Linked DNA regions of Sus scrofa: region 2 is linked to region 1. The links are chromatin contacts, called in public HiChIP or PLAC-seq maps. All regions are on one chromosome and are shown on one strand. The core of a region is the stretch at or near the end of the contact, and the rest is flanking DNA. Distances in the headings are between cores, read along the strand shown. Region 1 overlaps MTMR7 (myotubularin-related protein 7). Region 2 holds the start of PCM1 (pericentriolar material 1 protein).

Region 1 (5,155 bases), core at 268-2,767:
ATGAGACAAACCATTACTAATCACCTTCAGTCTGAGAGCAGTTTTAAGGGGAGGATTAGGTCAGAACAGAGTTTCATATACACTATGAAATGTAATTGATCAATCAAACAGTATAGATTAAACAGACTGCATTTAATATTTTAGTAATTACATGTTCTTAATAATCTATAGACAGGCTCCAAACAGACTGCATCACTGACTCTGTGACTATCAGCAGAGCTGCCCACTTTGCAGAGAGGGTCAGTAGTCTCCAGTGCTCTTGCCTACCCTACCCACACCCCAGATAGTCAGACTGTGGAAAGGACCTCCCCACTGCCTGGCAGCATCTCTTACAGATGTCAGCCACTTGAGAGCGGAGGTCAAACACCTCAACAGTAAACTGGCATGAGAGCCTCATGTAAAGGGCTACTAGTAATTAAAATAGCCAGTATTTTTTGAATGCTTACTATGTGGTGGGCACTATTATAAGAACTCTGTGTTTTTTATTTAATCTTCCCAATTAAGACATACAGTAAGATTTATCATTTGCTCCATTTTATGACAGAGGAGACCATCAAGCACAGAGAGGTAAAGTAACTTGCCTAACGTCACATAGCTAGTAACTGGAGAAGCCAAGAATGGAATGCAGGCAAAATATTTCCTGATTCAAAATTTTGGATTCAATGCCAAATGAGGCTATATTATCTAACCTGAAAAACAAACTTTTTTTGCCTGGGTGAAGTCAAATGACTTCTAAAGCAGAGAGAAAATAAAGTTCTATTCTGTTGATGCCATTGTTACATAGGGTCTCTTTTAATTGCAGACAAATTGTAAACCTATGTAACCCAAGGAACTATTTTTTAAGCTGATGATATTTTTTTAAAAATGCCTTTAAAAAAAAGAATGTGCCGGGGCTTTGGGGGACTTTTCTAAACTGGGCAGTCCAAAGGTTCTCCAACGCAGAGCCTCCCAAGGTGATCAGTTAAAAAGGCTGGTGTGTTATGGAGTTCCCATCATAGCTCAGTGGAAATGAATCTGACTAGCATCCATGAGGAGGAAGGTTCGATCCCTGGCCTCGACCAGTGGGTTAAGGATCTGGCGCTGCCATGAGCTGTGGTGTAGATCAAAGATGCGACTCAGATCTAGTGTTGCTGTGGCTGTGATGTAGGCTGGCAGCTGTAGCTCTGATTCGATCCTTAGCCTGGAAACCTCTACATGCTGCAGGTGTGGCCCCAAAAAAAGGCAAAAAAAAAAAAAAAAGTCTACGTGTGTTCTGACTCCATTCCACTCCTTTAGTGTCAAACATGGCAACTCAACTTCTACATGACGTTAGGTTTGAGCACAGTGGTATTCTGTCGTGTCACACACACTTCAGAAAGCATTCAAGCCCACAGGCACAGCAGAAGGCCCCTGGAAAATGCCTGTTTATAATAAAATAAGAAAAGCAAAGCATGAAACAAAAGCATGCCTTGAGACTTACGTGGTTATCTCTATAGTAGTAAGAAAGGGCAGGAAACCGCCGTCTGCTCCGGAATTTGGAACTCCCCACTATGATGTGTGCCGTGGCTGACTTGGGAACATACAGTTCGGTAGGGTAAGAATCACAAACCTGTCGTGGAAAACACAGTGGGGGTTTTAGGCAATCCAGTCATGCTTTCGCACACTGCCACCAGAAATTCCATGTCACTGAGCTTATAGGCTGCATATTTAAGTTTTCTTATCCAAGTTACAGAGACGCTATTTTGAGGAAACTAAAAGCCACTTCAGAGAAATGAAATGCTGGTTCTATGAAAACATGGGGAAGCAAAGCAAGACACTCTTTCACATCCTGCCCTCGTGCACGGCCCTTCTCTCCAAGGGCTCTTCGTGGGAGGCAAGATAGTGACAAACAAGCATTTCTTTCATCCAAAAGGGACAAATTGAAATTCTGCCTCCTGGCAGCTGGGAAAACTTTAGCTGTCTGCTTTGGCTGAAAGATGGCCTGAGACTAGCCGACAACGTCCTAAAATGCCAGCATCCGTGGTGACCTTCTTAGGGCACCCTCCTATCCTTGGTACACCCTACATGTACTCCCATCTGAGCGGCAGGTGGAGCCCATGCCCTCTCAGACCCCTCCCTCCATCCTCCCAAAGCTCACCCACTCTACGGGTCAACATAATTCCTCTCACGTGAGCTCCCAACATTCCACCCATTACTACAATTATAACAGCTTCTGGTTTCTTATTTTTCTTTTTTTTGTTGGGAGGTGGGGGAGGGCACAGCAGCACATGTAAGTTCCCAGGCTACGGGCTGAATCAGAGATGCAGCTGCCACCCTATGATACAGCCACAGCAACGCAGGATCCGAGCTGCATCTGTGACCTACACCACAGCTCACGGCAACACTGGATCCTTAATCCACTGAGCAAGGCCAGAGATCGAACTTTCATTCTCGTGGATACTAGTCGGGTTTGTTACCACTGAGCCACAGTAGGAACTCTGGCTTCTGGTTTCTTATGTGCCAACTTTATAAGTGGTAAGAAGTGATTCACGCATTTCGTGCACCTCTAGGAACAATTCCCACAGTGGAAGCCCTGGTGCCTTGGAACAATCTCTGGATTGTGTCAGAAATAGTGGTTTAAAACATGGCTCTGATTTGCCAACTTCACTACCCTTGGAAGTCAAACCACGGAGCACGTGCTACTCTTAAAAACTGATACAGAACAGAAATGATGTTCCATGGGGCTGATATAAGGATCAGATCAGGTAACACCCATGACAAAACTCTTCCTAAACCATTAAGTCTGACAGAAATGGGAGTGGTGACAACAGAAATAGCAGTTGACCTGTTGCTGGACACACATTTTGCTTCAATGGTAGCCAATCCATCTTTTTGCAACATGAGGACCATTTAGATGGCAGTTCCAGAACTTTATTTCCTAGAAGTTAAGCACCTTCTGGAGCATCTAAGAGGATCCTCACGCAGGTGCAGCACAGGGGAAATGCTGCCTCTGCATGTCCGCTCACAGCCCTGCCGTCCCAACCACTCCAAACAATGGGGGTGAAGAGAATGAAAACCCACTGCGAAGCTCACATCAATTGTTCTGTGATGACACCCTCCCTCGCCTGCCCTCCTGCCTTCACCAGTTCCCAGACTGCTGAACCACACAGCAGGAGACAGAAGGGCCACAGAAGTGACATTCTCAGACCCTAAGTGTGATTTCAGCATCTCCCAAAGTCATTTCGGCAAAGATCACCAAAGCTGTCAATGTGGGCTCTGGCACCAAGACTCTGGAGGAAAATCCCGGGACCAAGAACAGATGACCCAAGCCACTTGGAACCTGTTTCCTGGAACGAATGCCACAGACACTCCCCTTCCTTCCCCTGCAAATCTGGCGTCCGGACCTCTGTGAAGTCAGTCAGTTAGACCCTTACTACACAGACCACACCTGCGCGTCTGAGTTCAAGAGACATGTAGTCACTGCACCAGCCTTAGGACATTTTCCTAAAATTACAGTTTGAAAAAGGAAATCAGTAGGTTTTCAGTAAGTTGGGCATTCCCTACTTACTTCGTGATGACAGCACTAACGAACTGCCAAGTTATTTATGATTATGCAAAATAAGAATAATAAAGTCATGGATGAGATTCCTAGATGTTTATCACGTGGGGCCTTGGCTTTTGGGAATAGCACAGAGGTGAGCAGGAAGTGCTGGAGCTCCCCCCGGGTCCATTTATGGCCTCCCCAGGCCTGAGCCGGCTTGGCTCAGGTCACAGCCCCACGTGCACCACTACTGATAAGGGAACGATAACAGAATGGCAACACCAGAGACCACTCTCCTCCACGCTTGCGGCTCCAACCTACCCGAGACCTAAATGAGGTTGGTCCGCTCAGGGTCCCTGCTCTTCTTGAGGACAGCAGGGAAGACCTCCTGCCCTCTGGGGTCACAGGGCTCTCCCTCTCTGCAGAGTAGGAAAAGGTGGGCCTGTGGGGCTGGCACGTCCCAGGGCCAAGAGTTCAACGACCCAAGCCCGTGGTCAGCAGTCAGGCTGCACCTGACGCCTGACCACCCAGCTAGGAGCAGAACATCATAAGCGCAGGAACTCTTGGGTCCCCAGAGACCCCAGAATCAGTGCTTAAATATGAGGCGTTGGCGAGTTCTACGTGGGAAACTCTAAGAGAAATTAAAATGCCTTCAGAAAATAGACTTGGGGTGCCAGCTAATTCAGGTTCAAGATGTCACTTCTTAACCAAACTGGACAAAAGTAAATTCGTCCCACTTTCATGAAAGTGGACAGCCCTTCCCAGTGGAAATAGAATGATCCTGGGGAGCACTGGTGGCTATTGGTTTTGCAACAAGCTCGTGCAGTGTGGATTCTGAGACCACTCAATGAGCCTCCCAAAATTCTGTCTGGTGCAGAAAATTACGTAAGAAAATTCAGAGAGAATATGAGAAGTTCAGAAAAGTGGGAAATACTTGAATTTCAAATTTGCTTTACATTCACTCTGTCTTAGCCAACAGAAGTGGGTTAAATTAAAACCATTCTGCATGTTTTATTAAAAACTAATAAGGAGTGACTTTCTTTGTTCTCCACTAAATAAATTAGCCTGCCGAGAATACTGACATGTCTCGCTTGGCCTTTTTAAGACGAACGATGACAGAGATGATGATGAAAATTAGCCTGCCCAGGACCGCAGGGACAGAAAAGGCCAGCACTGGTTCTGGCAGCTAAGTTTCTGGCTCTGTGTGGGCCACTACTTCCACCACGGGCAACAGCTCCCTCTCCATCAGAGGACAGCACCAGCTCCACTTACCTCAGAGAACTTGTGAAAAGAAAGAAAGAACTCTTATAAAATACGGGAGGAAAAAGTAGACGTTTTTCTCATGAGGTTAAAAGCAAAAGTAATAGATGATGAAATAACCTTCCCAATGGGCTATTAGTTAGAAATATCTTGAAAGAACCAACTTCTATTGCATTTCTAAACGGGTAATAAATGAGGGTTTACCACCTTTCTCTCTTTATTTCATATGCATGTATTGTTAAAATAAATAAATAAATAAATAAATGATTTACCACCTTTCTCCTTATTTCAATGACATGTGTAAAATCAGAAAATCCCCTGGGTTTTCACCTCTTTGGTCTCAACACAATTTGTTGATTGTTAGTTTTGGATTGCTGTGTGTTAATTTTGGAAAAA
Region 2 (4,744 bases), core at 1,352-3,851, 540 kb after region 1:
ACAGCAATGCCAGATCCGAGCTACATCCGCAACCAGGTAGCTCACAGCAACGTCTGATCCTTAAACCACTGAGTGAGGCCAGGGATCGAAGCCGCAATCTCATGGTTCCTAGTTGGATTTGTTTCCACTGAGCCAGGACGGGAACTCCTCCCGTGCATTTTCTTAATCAAAAAATCCCTCCAAGGAGTCAGTAGACCTCAGTTTAGACCTGGCCTCTTTCACTAGGAGCTGTCAGAACTTTGGTGATTTATTTAATCTATCATTGGTAAAATGAACTGATGCAGAACCAATCTCTTCAGGATAGTTGTGAGAATTAAGAAAGTCACAATAGGAGTTCCCATCGTGGCGCAGTGGTTAACGAATCCGACTAGGAACCATGAGGTTGCGGGTTCGATCCCTGCCCTTGCTCAGTGGGTTAACGATCCGGTGTTGCCGTGAGCTGTGGTGTAGGTCGCAGACGCGGCTCGGATCCCGCGTTGCTGTGGCTCTGGCGTAGACTGGCCCCTAGCCTAGGAACCTCCATATGCCGAGGGAGAGGCCCAAGAAATGGCAAAAAGACAAAAAAATAAATAAATAAAAAATTAAGGGCAAAAGTAAACCATTAAAAAAAAATAAAAAGAAAATCACAATAGATGAAATGCTTAGTACAAAATAAACACTATTTTTAAAAAAATCCTTCCAAGGTAAGAATATTATTAGTTTCTCCTCATTTCATAGATGAGGCAAATTGAAGCTCAGAAAGGTTAAGTAACTTATCCAAGATCTTAGAGCACGGTGGAATTACAATGAGGCCTAAGGCACGGTGGACTACAGTAAATACAATCCATTAGCTGCTCTGTGCTCTGAGTTTTCTTACAAAACAGAATTGATTTATATCATATCCTATTTCTTCATCATTCACTAAAATATTTGCTTTTAAAGGGCATGGACTATGCTTTTGTTACCTAAGTAATTAGCACTATTAGACATACAGAAAGTATTTTAAAATGTACCTCAGGGAGTTCCCTAGTAGTCTAGTGGTTAGGACTTAGTGCTTTCACCACTATGGCATGGATTCAGTCCTTGGTCTGGGAACTGAGATCCCATGTCAAGCCACTACACACTCTGGCCAAAAAAAAGTATGACAAATAAACAGTGTCAAAGATCACTGTACTGGAATGGAACCTGGATTCAGCTGCAAATTACAGCAGCAGGAAGGGTTTTATCTGAATTATGTACTGAGATGCAGTTCTATTAACTGCTTTTGTGAAAAAATTTCTATTGGTAACAGAACAATTTGCTGTTGGAACCCAGATGCCATTCTTCATTCTTCCTATTCTTATTTTGCGTAAAACAAAATTATCCCACAATTACAAACGGTCTTAAAAAAACAATGTCCTTGCATGCAAGAAAAATTGACTAGCATTTCAAAATTTTCAGATAGCCACACAGGCGTTGTCACTTGACCATATTTTTGGGGTTTGTAATGAAGTAGGACCCTGTGGGGCCTTGGGGGCACGTCTTTCCCCCCATATCCTCTGCTTTAGCTCCTCTCTGAAGTACCTAGATAACAGTATCTGATGCACATTTTCAGAGTTGTTTTACAGATGTGAAAACCTCCCACAAAACGCACGATGTTAACTACTTGATGACAATGAGCCCATGGCCCTCTAGCCTCCTGGAGCCTAAGGATTGATGTCAACCCGGAAGACACCACGCTGTTACTTCACCTTCAACCAGAGAGCTGTGCAGGAGCTGAACACACACCCTGCAACTCCCTTCCCTTACCTGGCTTTTAAAAATGCTTTGCCAAAACTCTTTACAGAGTTCCATGTTTTAGCAGCACGAGCCACCCTTCTCTTTGCATGGCCCTAAAATTAACTTTTCTCTGCTCCAAAATGATTTCTCTGTTTGACTTCACTATGCTTCCCGCGAACAAATTTGCATTCCCTAGCATTTTAAGGGAGAATGTGTAAATAAACTAACCTTAAAAGTGTCGCTGCTGAGAGAAGAATAAAAAAAGAATTCAAAGACCATAGTCTTAGAGAAAACTTCTGGATACTAAATTTTGATGAAGGTCAGCTGGTTCTTCAAAGGAAAAAGTAGGGCATTAATCCAAGGCGGTGTTAATTATTAACATGTGTGACTCTATCCTTGACCAGCTGTATGATGTTCCTCCAATTAACTCATGGGATTTTCCTCACGTGTAAACTTAGGACCAGATTGCACGGGCGCTTTTGTTTTCAACCTTCCTGTGAGGAAGCTCTTGGTGGACAGGGAACAGGAGAGCGATGCCCAGCTTTAGTCTTTAGTCTTTCCTTTCCAGCAAGCACAACCCGGAGCTGGAAGCCCCACGGAAACCACTACGCGCCTCCGCGCATTTCCCAGCTGCCTGAGGCGGAAGTCAACCCACTTCCGTCAGGGCCTCCAGCCCCTGGCAGGGCGATCGGCGCCCGAAGCGCACAGCATGTTGGGACTTGTAGTCATTTCTTTCGGGCGGCTGAGCGGGCGCGTATAACCTCAGGTTGACCTGGCATTCTGGGATATGTAGTCTCCAGTGGCTCGTTTGTGCAATAGGCACCGCTGCCAGAGGTGACACCATAGACTCCAGCGGATCACATGACTCCAGTCTAGAGCGTGGATCACACTGTAGCTCCCGCCCGGGCGAGTTTCGCCCCCGCGCGGCCGTTGCCGCGGAGACGGCGCATGTCTCCCCTCCCGTTGCCCCTCTGCAGTCCCCCCGCCCCTCTTCTCCCACCACAATGAGATCCTAAGATGGCGGTGGCTGCGGCGGTTGGCGCCGAGTAGCTGAAGTAGAAGAGGCGGCCATTGGGCCCTGAGCAGCCAGGGAACTTGGGGACTCTCCCTGGCTCGGACTCGAAGGGAAGACCGCTGCCGGTGGCGGGGCGTGGGAGCGACCGCTCCTCCGCTCTTGGCAGGAGCTTGTGCTTCGTTTACAGGTAATGCCTGCGCGTCCTCAGCCCTTGGCAACCGAGGGTAGCGCGGCTCTGGGCGGGAGAGCGACGGCCCTGACACGCTTGACCCTGGAGGGCCTGGGTCTGGGCTCCTGGGTCCTCTTGCTTCCAGTCTGCTGGGCAGGCAGCCCGCCCCTACTCCGGACGGACCGACGCAATCTCGGGGTACGCTTCTGGAGACGCAGTGGCGTTTTCGGAACTCCCTTCTAGCCTCCCCGCCCCTCTCTCTTTCTTGCCCGCGGAGGAGGCCGCCCTGCGCCTCGGGAGTTCCAGGAATGTCCGTTGCGAGGGGAGGAAACGGAGTAGGGGGCTGCGGTTTGATTGCCAGGGGCGGGGAGTCTAGTTTTTCATAGCCAGGGGCCTTCATCACTGCGCTTCTGCTCTCCCCTCTTCCCCCTAGATTCCATTCTGTGGGGCTCTGGATGTCCAGAATTTGGGGTGGCGAAGGGCGGATGAGGAGCGACGCGATTTGGGGGTTGGGCTGTGAGCAGCGGCGTTTTTGCTGTCTCGGGTGTTCTTGGAGCGGAAGGGCCGGGGGAGGCGTTCCTGAGTTTGGCCAAGAGGGGTTTTATGCTGGCGACGGGAATGTTAAATTTCCTAGCTCTTCCCTCCCCCCGCCATCCCTGACTGCAGGTCAGTTCGGATCGGCCCAGAGAGGGGAAAACTAAATGCCAAGTGGGATTTGGGGAACGTTGCTAGCTTTGCAGAAACTGACGTTTGGGAATTAGGTGGAAAGTCCTGCTTGGGAGGTGGACCGGCCGAATTTTTAATCCCGCCGCCCGCGCCTCAATTTCGTCACGATCGCCATGTCTGGATTTTTTTTTTTTTTTTTTTGGACCGATTCGAGGTCTGTCTGTGTCTTGGGTTCTGTGGGTGACGGATCGTGTTTTGGCGTCAGAAGAAGCGGGCTTTCTGAGTGCCCCTTCCACCCCCGCCCCATAACTACCTTCCAGACTCCGCCTTCTGGTATTCTCTGGTTACTGGAGTGGGTGTTGTAAAGCTTCGGGTGCACCTGCTCCTCTCTTTCCCTTTCACCTTCCCAGTGAGGGCCACTGGAAACCATTGTAATTCTTAGTTTTTGAAACTAAGAAAGTAAACCTTGAAAAGTAAACCTTGTGTTTATGTAGCGTCGAGGGTTTTGTTTTTGTTTTGTTTTAATAAAGTAGCTAGCTAGCTTTATGAAAAAAATAAAATTTTTTCAATAACGAGTATGCAAAGTTCTGCAGTAGTTTTGAGTGACAGGGAGTTAATGACTTGATCAATCCGAAGAATAAAGCTTTGGCATGGATCTTTACATGATAATTGCATTAGTAGATATTAAGATATCACATTGTTATTTGGTAGAATCTTACACGTTTGGAGGATTTAAACATTTATGTATACCACATTGTATTCCTAAAGGATTAAAGTAAGTTGAGTTTAAAATATTAATAAATTTTTCCTTTCCTGTCGATTTTCTAGACATACTTTAGGCTATAAATATAGTGTTTGTTATTCTGTGCTTCATAGTGTAAGTATAGAATTTACTGAAGTGTTTGTTTTTTTAAATCATAAGCCGACAGCAGCTTTGCAGCCTGAAGTAGGAAAGCAAAAACTAGTTTCTAAACAGGTAATTTGACATCATTATATATGTTGTTGGTCTTCCTATTATAGTAGAGGACTTTATGATGGAGGCTGCTATCAAAATACCAGTGCATGGTTGAGGGCTCTCTCTATGTAGTAAACAGTCCAGGTTTGCTGCCCTGTTTCTCCTGCTTTTTAAAAAGCCTGCCAATTTGGTATGCTTTCCT

The links. HiChIP or PLAC-seq counts read pairs in DNA pulled down with a chosen protein or histone mark.
Region 2: an H3K27ac HiChIP or PLAC-seq map of alveolar macrophages shows a contact between it and region 1. The contact joins the promoter of PCM1 here to the enhancer-like site in region 1. A contact is called at or near these places in 9 of 47 Hi-C or Micro-C datasets (alveolar macrophages, embryonic fibroblasts, heart right ventricle and 5 more) and 2 of 2 datasets of contacts at active chromatin or transcription factors (alveolar macrophages and skeletal muscle).

The regions. Positions count from the first base shown.
Region 1 is chr17:5,055,039-5,060,193 of Sscrofa11.1, forward strand. MTMR7 (myotubularin-related protein 7) reads right to left here. Exons shown (of 15, transcript XM_003134197.6): 6 at 1,460-1,588. Among named protein-coding and RNA genes, the nearest start is that of MTMR7, 65 kb to the right of the region's middle. Within about 2 kb of position 1,518, at least 5 of the 83 cell types and tissues checked have an H3K27ac peak or open chromatin away from gene starts, as enhancers often do. A contact at or near this core is called in alveolar macrophages, where this site is marked.
Region 2 is chr17:5,594,398-5,599,141 of Sscrofa11.1, forward strand. It overlaps PCM1 (pericentriolar material 1 protein), which reads left to right and starts at 2,602. Exons shown (of 41, transcript XM_021077917.1): 1 at 2,602-2,939. FGL1 (fibrinogen-like protein 1) reads right to left here and starts at 2,037. Exons shown (of 8, transcript XM_021077952.1): 1 at 1,966-2,037.